Regions from separate parts of the Anser cygnoides genome. Here region 1 is linked to region 2. The links are chromatin contacts, called in public Hi-C maps. All regions are on one chromosome and are shown on one strand. Each heading gives the region's core, a stretch centred on a gene start, on an enhancer-like site or on the middle of the called end of the contact. The rest is flanking DNA. Distances are from core to core; before and after follow the strand shown.

What was found. A called contact is a pair of places that touch in the nucleus more often than the background predicts.
Region 1: a contact with region 2 is called in a Hi-C map of liver, with 4 times the contacts expected there. The contact joins the promoter of TXNIP here to the promoter of CGN in region 2. A contact is called at or near these places in 2 of 7 Hi-C or Micro-C datasets (both in liver).

The regions. Positions count from the first base shown.
Region 1 is chr33:1,053,897-1,058,087 of Taihu_goose_T2T_genome, reverse strand. TXNIP (thioredoxin interacting protein) reads left to right here and starts at 2,811. Exons shown (of 8, transcript XM_013201232.3): 1 at 2,811-3,291; 2 at 4,161-4,191. The coding sequence starts at 3,042.
Region 2 is chr33:446,487-450,260 of Taihu_goose_T2T_genome, reverse strand. CGN (cingulin) reads right to left here and starts at 1,919. Exons shown (of 21, transcript XM_066986017.1): 1 at 1,799-1,919. It overlaps PSMB4 (proteasome 20S subunit beta 4), which reads left to right and starts at 2,300. Exons shown (of 7, transcript XM_048054604.2): 1 at 2,300-2,458; 2 at 2,581-2,787; 3 at 3,139-3,285; 4 at 3,478-3,559; 5 at 3,665-3,774. The coding sequence starts at 2,337.

The sequences.
Region 1 (4,191 bases), core at 1,562-4,061, 610 kb before region 2:
TGTCCGGCAGCGAGCCGCGGTGGGCGGCCGCAGCCAGGCTGGATATGTCTTTCTTGGAAGACGGGCTGCGAAGGAAACCAGAGAGGGAAAGCACGAAAAAGGGAACGCTGGGCCCAGAACCAAGCTGGGGGCTTTGGGATCGCGTATCCCACGGCTGGCGAGGCTGGCGAGAGAGCTCTGCTCGTCGGGCCAAATCAGAGCAAATCCCCAATTCTCATTAACCCGGCACCTTTATCCCCAGCGTGCTGCGGGAGACAATGGGGAGAGCTCGCCAGCCCCAGAGGCAGCAGGAAAAGGTGCAGTTCCCTCATTACGCCCCTAATTGCGAAATAATCTTCTCGCAGCAGGGAAATCAGTCCCGCAGCTTGGCAGGCGATCAGTTTATGCCCCACAGTTTATCCGGCCGGTCTATCAGTTTATGCTCGCAGGTGTGAATTAATGCTGAGGGAAGCAGAAGACGGGAGGGCGAAAAGCAGGGGGTGTGTGCCAGAAAGCCACGGACAAACAAGGCCCACGTGAGCGGGCGAAGGACAAAAGAGACAACTCCTGAGAAAAAAAAAAAGAAGAAAAAAAAAAACCAATCCCTTTCCTCGTTGCGGGTGGGGAGGCCTGGGCGACTCCGAAAATATTGTTCTGCCGTTTCCTCCACTCCCTGCGCTGCCCTTCCTGAGCCGCAGGAGTATAACAGGGCTCAAAATGAGTGGTGAAAAAAGCCCCCCCTCCAGAAAAAAAAAAAAAGAAAAAGAAAAAGTTGGGGGGGGGGGGCGGGGGGAACGTGTGCTTGTAAAAAATAATCGAGGAAGGAAAATGTGATGGGGTCGTGAGCGGGGGCCACGGCAGCGCCCCAAATCCCCGCGGGGGAACGGGGCCGAGGAGCTGGGGGGGGCACGGGGGTAGGAGGTGGGGGGGCAGCCCGTGGTGGGGGCCTTGTTGATAAGAAAAGAGCCCCCCCCGTGGTCCTGTGCCCCCCCCCGTGGTTCTGTGACGAGCCTCGGTGACGCCGAGGCCCGGTGATCTCAGCCGCGTGCCGCCGGTGCTGTCACCCCGGGGCGACGGCTGGAAAGGTCCCGAAGTGTGGGGGGCGAGGGGGGCGTCATGCCTTGCTTTTAGCGGGGTGACGGCGCACAAAAGGGATGTTTGGGGGGGGTGCCCAAATCTGGCAGGCAGGGAGGGGGCACAGGACCCTACTGGGGGGGCACGGGACCCTACTGGGGGGGCACGGGACCCTACTGGGGGGGCATGGGACCCTACTGGAGGGGAACAGGACTCTACTGGGGGGGAACAGGACCCTTTGGAGGGGCACAGGACCCTACTGGGGGGGCACGGGACCCTACTGGGGGGGCACAGGACCCTACTGGGGGGGCACAGGACCCTTTGGAGGGGCACAGGACCCTACTGGGGGGGCACAGGACCCTACTGGAGGGGAACAGGACCCTTTGGAGGGGCACGGGACCCTGTTGGAGGGGCACAGGACCCTACTGGGGGGGCACGGAACCCTACTGGGGGGGCACGGAACCCTACTGGGGGGGCACAGGACCCTACTGGAGGGGAACAGGACCCTTTGGAGGGGAACAGGACCCTACTGGGGGGCACAGGACCCTGTTGGAGGGGCACAGGACCCTTTGGAGGGGCACAGGACCCTACTGGGGGGGCACAGGACCCTACTGGAGGGGAACAGGACCCTTTGGAGGGGCACAGGACCCTACTGGGGGGGCACAGGACCCTTTGGAGGGGCACAGGACCCTTTGGTGGGGGCACAGGACCCTTTGGAGGGGCACAGGACCCTACTGGGGGGGCACAGGACCCTACTGGAGGGGCACAGGACCCTTTGGTGGGGGCACAGGACCCTTTGGTGGGGGCACAGGACCCTTTGGTGGGGGCACAGGACCCTACTGGGGGGGCACAGGACCCTTTGGTGGGGGCACAGGACCCTACTGGGGGGGCACAGGACCCTTTGGTGGGGGCACAGGACCCTGTTGGAGGGGCACAGGACCCTACTGAGGGGCACGGGATCCTACTGGGGGGGCACAGGACCCTACTGGGGGGGCACGGGGCCCTACTGGGGGGGCACGGGACCCTACTGGGGGGGCACAGGACCCTACTGAGGGGGCACAGGACCCTACTGGGGGGCACAGGACCCTTTGGAGGGGGCACAGGACCCTGTTGCAGGCTGCAGATGGCGGTGGATGAGGGGAGCCCCCTCACGGTCCCCAGAAAGGACGGAGGGAGGCTGAGAGATGCCCCCCAGACCCCAATTCCGTCCTTTTTTTACCACAAAATAGACGTTTTTAGGTGCGGGGGGGGACATCACTGGGGGGCTGAGGGAACACAGGAGGTGACTGAGGGGGACTTGGGGGGGGGGCTGTGGAAGCCCCCAGCGGGCGGGGGTCGCCCCAAGCCCCCCCCCCCCCCCCCCCTCAGGGCCCAGCCCCAGGCGGGGGTCTCGCCCCCGGCCCTCACAGCTGGGAACAGAACATCCCGTTCCCCGCTCCCCATTGGCCTCCACCGCCGCCCGTCCTCACTTCCCATTGGCCCGCCGCGCTGTCACTCCGCCTCCCTCCCCGCCCCCGCCCCCGCCTTCCCCAGCCGAGCACACGCTCGCCTCTCCTTCACACGCTGTCCACGCTCCGCAGGCGGCGCGCTGATTGGCCAGCCGGCTTGTAAACAAGGCGGCGGCGGCCAATGGGCGCGCTGATCACGCGAGCAGCACGGCCTGGCCACGCGCCTTCGGCGTGGAGCGCCTGGCATCAACAGGCGCGGGAGGGGGGAGCGCGGGCGGGCGGAGGCTATAAAAGGGGGCGGGCGGCGGCGCCGCGGCCAGAGCGCTGAGGGCAGCAGGAGGCGGAGGAGCTACGCAGCGGCTCTGCGGCGGGCAGAAAGGGGTTAAACCTCCTACTTTTTTTTTCTTTTTTGACTGAAACCAGCCTTTTTTGGGGTGGTTTATAGCCTTTTTTCCTCCTTGCGAGGAAGAAAAACCTATCTCTGCCCCGCGTCGCCGCTCGCTGCTTCCTCGGGAGAATCCTCACGCACTCACCTCAGCCATGGTGATGTTCAAGAAAGTTAAGACCTTCCTCGTGGCCTTCAGCGAGCCCGAGAAGGTTTATTGTAGCGGGGAGAAGGTGGCCGGCCGCGTGCTGGTGGAGGTGGCCGAGGTGACTCGCGTCAGCGCCGTCAAGGTGCTGGCCTGCGGGGTGGCCAAAGTCAACTGGGCCAAGGGCCCCCAGCAGTGCAAGCAGGAGATGGAGTACCTGCGCTTCGAGGACGTCCTGACCCTGGAGGAACAGCCCACAGGTGAGGGCTTGGGGCTGGGAGAAGGGGGTGTGGAGGTGGGTCTCTCCTTGGGGTGTCCTGGCTGTGCCCCCTTGGGTGTGGGGTGTCTTGGTGGGGAGTTTTGGGGGAGTTTTGGGGTGGGAGGGCTCAGCGCTGAAAGTGGAACCGGGTGGTGGCTGGAACTCGGGAGAAATGAGGAAATGGATAGAGGCCTCACAGCTGGGCAAAGGGAAAGGTGAGGGTTTCTGTGCCCTGTGAGGAGCCCGGAACAAAAGCAGCCGTGCTGCGACCAAGGGACCTGGGTGTTGAAGTGGCTGGGAGCAGGCAGAATGAGATCGGTTTGGGCTGGGTGTTGCAGGGCAGCAGGAGCTGAGCCTGGTGCCTGCAACAGGTAGGCAGGGAGGGGCCCGCACAGATGGTGCCAGAGGCGAGGAGTTTCCAGGGCACGGAGAACTTCCCTGCCTGCCTTCAGCCTCCCTGTTGGGCTGGCTGCAGGGTAGGCGGAGAGGGAGTTGGCAGAGTTCCCGGGAGATACCTGGGGTGATGTGAAATCTCAGAGATAAACAGCGAGGAAGGTGGTGTTGGATACTCCTGCAAAGTCCAAGGGGGAGGCAGTGGGGAGGGGTAACGCAGGCTGAACTGAGGCAAGATTGTGTTTGTGGCCTCAGCTGCGGATGTTGAAAGAGGAAGTGAAAGTGCTGCTCGCTTCATGAGGACATGAAGTTCTGTGGTTGTTTGGGGACAGGTGTGGGAGGCTCTTAGCAAACAGCTAATGCTGCTCTAGCTCATGCAGCCTCTGACTTGATCGCTGCCTGGGTAAGCACGAAGGGGATAATGCTTAAGAACAGTGCCCTGGAGCTTCATCTAACGCTCCCCTCTTCTTTTCCCAGATGGGGATGGTTCTGTAATCTTGAGACCTGG
Region 2 (3,774 bases), core at 670-3,169:
GACAGCGGGCGCAGAGGACGGGTTATCCTGGGGACAGATCCGGCAGAGGGGAGGAAACGGGGATGGGGACGGGCAGCACGACCTGGGCACCCCTGCCCCTCGCAGCCATCACCCAACCTGCAGGGGCGAGCCCGTGGGCATCGAGACCTGGCCCCGGTGACCGCGGGCATCAAGGCCCCAGGGGACCCGGGGGGGCACCGAGGCAGCTCCGGGGACGCAGCATCGCCGCCCCGCGTGCCGTAACCCCCCGCAGCCAGCGCTGTGCGGGTTTCGCTTTTCTTCCTTATTGAAACAGGAGGCTGAAAGCAGCGCCCTGGGAGCCGGGCGAAGTAGGGCGGCGTGGCGCATTAAAGTTTCAGCAGGTGCCGCGTTACGGCCGCCCCGCGGCCGGGCAAGGTTTGAACCCACTCCGCCAGCAGCGGGGAGCACGGGGCTGGCCCCGGTGTAATAAAACGGCGCGTGACGCTGCGAGGTCCCGGAGGTGTTGATTTTCCCCGCTCGGGGACGCAACTCGTCCTTCTGCAGCTCAAGGCTTCGGCTGAGATTATCTCCATACCAACGCGGTTCAGAAGGAAGGGACCCGAGGTCCTGGCAGTGCTCAGAGCAGGAAGGCAGAGCGGCTCCGTCCGTCCCCGTCCGGGCTGGGCGCAGCCCCGAAAACCAGGCTGGGACTCGGCCCTTATCAGCCACCTCCCCCGGTCAGAGATTGCAGGAGCCATAAACGACGCTAAATATTTACGAGGAGCGAACGAGGGAGAGGCCGCAGCAGCGCCAGAAGGGACAGGATTCACGGGGACACAGAGCCCAGGAAGGGTGCCCCATAGAGCAGTGCCTATGGGGGGCATTACGGCGGGTCCCTGCCGGAGGAGGGCACCCACGCCAGCAGCCCCTACAGACGGGTGCGTGGGGCCAGGACCCAGGGGATGTTCTCGGCAGATACGACCTCTGTAGGGGTGAGGCACAGGGAAATGCAGGTCCCTGGTGAAAGGGGCAGCCCCCACAGAGAGCCCCTACAGGTGACGCAGGATCCCTTAGTGAGGGGAGCCTACAGAAGAGAGGAGACCCGGCCGGGGCAGACCCATCGCTGGGGAAGCATCCCTATGGAGTCTGCTATATGGCACGCCATACCCCAGAATAAGAACCCCTCGTGGGGACTGCTGTCGGGTAGAGCACCCCCAAGGACAAGGACCACTACAGAGCCAGCCTCTGTAGGACCTGCTGCAGGGCAAAGCTCACCCCCCAGAGGAAAGCCCTACGGGCCCAGCCCCTAGAGGTTCTGCCACAGGGCAGGGCACAGCCTGGGGAGGACAGACCCTAGGGCCCCATCCGCTACAGGTACTGCCGCAGGGCAGGGCGCGCCCCGGGAAGGGCAACCCCTATAGCCCCGGCCCCTACAGGCTCTGCCATGAGGCTGAACACACAGCGAGGGCAACGGCCCCTATGGCCCCTATGGCCCCTATGGCCCCTATGGCCCCTATGGCCCCTATGGCCCCTATGGCCCCTATGGCCCCTATGGCCCCTATGGCCCCTATGGCCCCTATGGCCCCTATGGCCCCTATGGCCCCTATGGCCCCTATGGCCCCTATGGCCCCTATGGCCCCTATGGCCCCTATGGCCCCTATGGCCCCTATGGCCCCTATGGCCCCTATGGCCCCTATGGCCCCTATGGCCCCTATGGCCCCTATGGCCCCTATGGCCCCTATGGCCCCTATGGCCCCTATGGCCCCTATGGCCCCTATGGCCCCTATGGCCCCTATGGCCCCTATGGCCCCTATGGCCCCTATGGCCCCGCACTCACCTCCCGAGCCGCCGCCGCCGGCACCGCTCAGCCCCGCCGCCGCCCCAACCTGTTACCTCCGCCGAGGCCCCGCCCCCTGAGCGCCCATTGGACCGCGCCGCGCCCGGCCACGCCCCGGGGCGGGGAGAGACCCGCCCGGTCCCGCCCCCACCCCCGCCCCCTTGGCTCGCCCGGGGCGGGGCCGGTGTCACGTGACGCCCCCCCGTGGCGCCAGCAGAGCGCCGCCATCTTGGGGAGGGCGGCTGGGAGCGGAGGCGCGGCTCGGCAAGGACGGGCCGAGCAGAACCGGTGTTTTAACGCCCAGGTGCCCGTCCCCGGGCGTCACCCGGGGGTCAGGGGCCCGCGACGGGCCATTCGCGGGGCGTAACCGGGAGCAGGCGAGCTCCGCCACACACAAGATGGAGCCCGGCCCGCCCTCCCCCCTTCCGGCCCGGGCCACTCCCAAGATGGCGCCGCGCGGCCTCGCCTCTGCCTACGGCGGCCGGTAGCGGCCGCTCTCCCGGCGCGCGTGCGCAGCGCGAGCCGCACCGTGACTAAGATGGAGGCCGGGGGAACGCGGGCGCCGCCGCCGTTCTGGGCCGGGGGCCCGGCTCCGGGGCAGGCCTACAGCCCCGGCGGGCCCGGGCCTGCCGCAGGCCTCCAGCCCCTCACCCGGACCACGTGAGTGCGGGGCGGGCCGGGGGCAGCGGGCAGCGGGGAACCGGGGAGGGGGGCACCGGGGAGGGGGGCTGGGGGCGCTTGGGGAGCGGCCCCCCCGGTGCCGCTGACGCCGGGGCCTGCAGGACCCCCATGGTGACGGGCACCTCGGTGCTGGGCGTGAAGTTCGACGGCGGCGTGATGCTCGCCGCGGACATGATGGGCTCCTACGGCTCCCTCGCCCGCTTCCGCAACATCTCCCGGCTGCTGAGGGTGAACGACAGCACCGTGCTGGGCGCCTCCGGGGACTACGCCGACTTCCAGTACCTGGCGCAGATCATCGACCAGATGGTGTAAGTCCTCCCGGCCCGCGCTGCGCCTCTCACGGGCTCGGCTCCGGTGGGGCGAGCCCTGACCGTGCTGTGGGTAACGCCGCGCCGCTCTCCTTCCAGTTCTCAGAGCACTGAGATGTAGCGAGATGCGTTCGCTGAGCGGGACCAAAACTGAGCTCAGGCTCCTCCTTGTTCTTTCGCTAAGCTTGCAATCCCCCCGGTGCAAGTGTCCTTTCCCAATTCTCTGCTGAGTACTGTGGCTTTGCATGAGGCTCCCCTGCTCTGCCCATGGCACAGCGGGAGGTGGGCTGCTGCTCGCGTCCAGGTGGTTTCCAGCTTTTCTCAGTTGGGTGAAACTTCTCTCTGAATTAGAATTGACGAGGAGCTGCTGGGAGACGGTCACAGCTACAGCCCCAAAGCCATTCATTCCTGGCTGACGAGAGTCATGTACAACCGGAGGTCCAAGATAAATCCCCTGTGGAACACTGTTGTCATCGGAGGCTACTACAATGGCGAGAGGTAGGTGAGGAGCGGTGACGCAAAACACGTAATGGTAAAAGGCAAGACTCCCGCCTTTCTCAGCGGGAGGGCATCTGCTTTGCTGGCTTCTGCTCTGAGCTGGATGTAGCTGCTCAAAAGCCTAGGCCCTCCCCAGAGTGATGCAGCTCTGCCTAGGCAAGGAGTTCTGCACTAACCACTCCATCCCTTCAGCTTCCTAGGTTACGTGGACATGCTTGGCGTGGCCTACGAAGCCCCTACGCTTGCTACGGGTTACGGAGCATTCCTAGCTCAGGTGAGCATTTGCAGGCAGGAACAGAGTGTGCACTCAGCTGCTGAAGCAAACTTGGTGCTGCATGACTGAGCTGTTGAGATATTGGTTTTTGTTGCTTTCTTTCAGCCATTGATGAGAGAAGTCTTGGAGAAGAAACCCACCCTAACAAAGGAGGAAGCCCGGAGCTTGATCGAGCGTTGTATGAAAATTTTGTATTACAGAGACGCTCGATCATT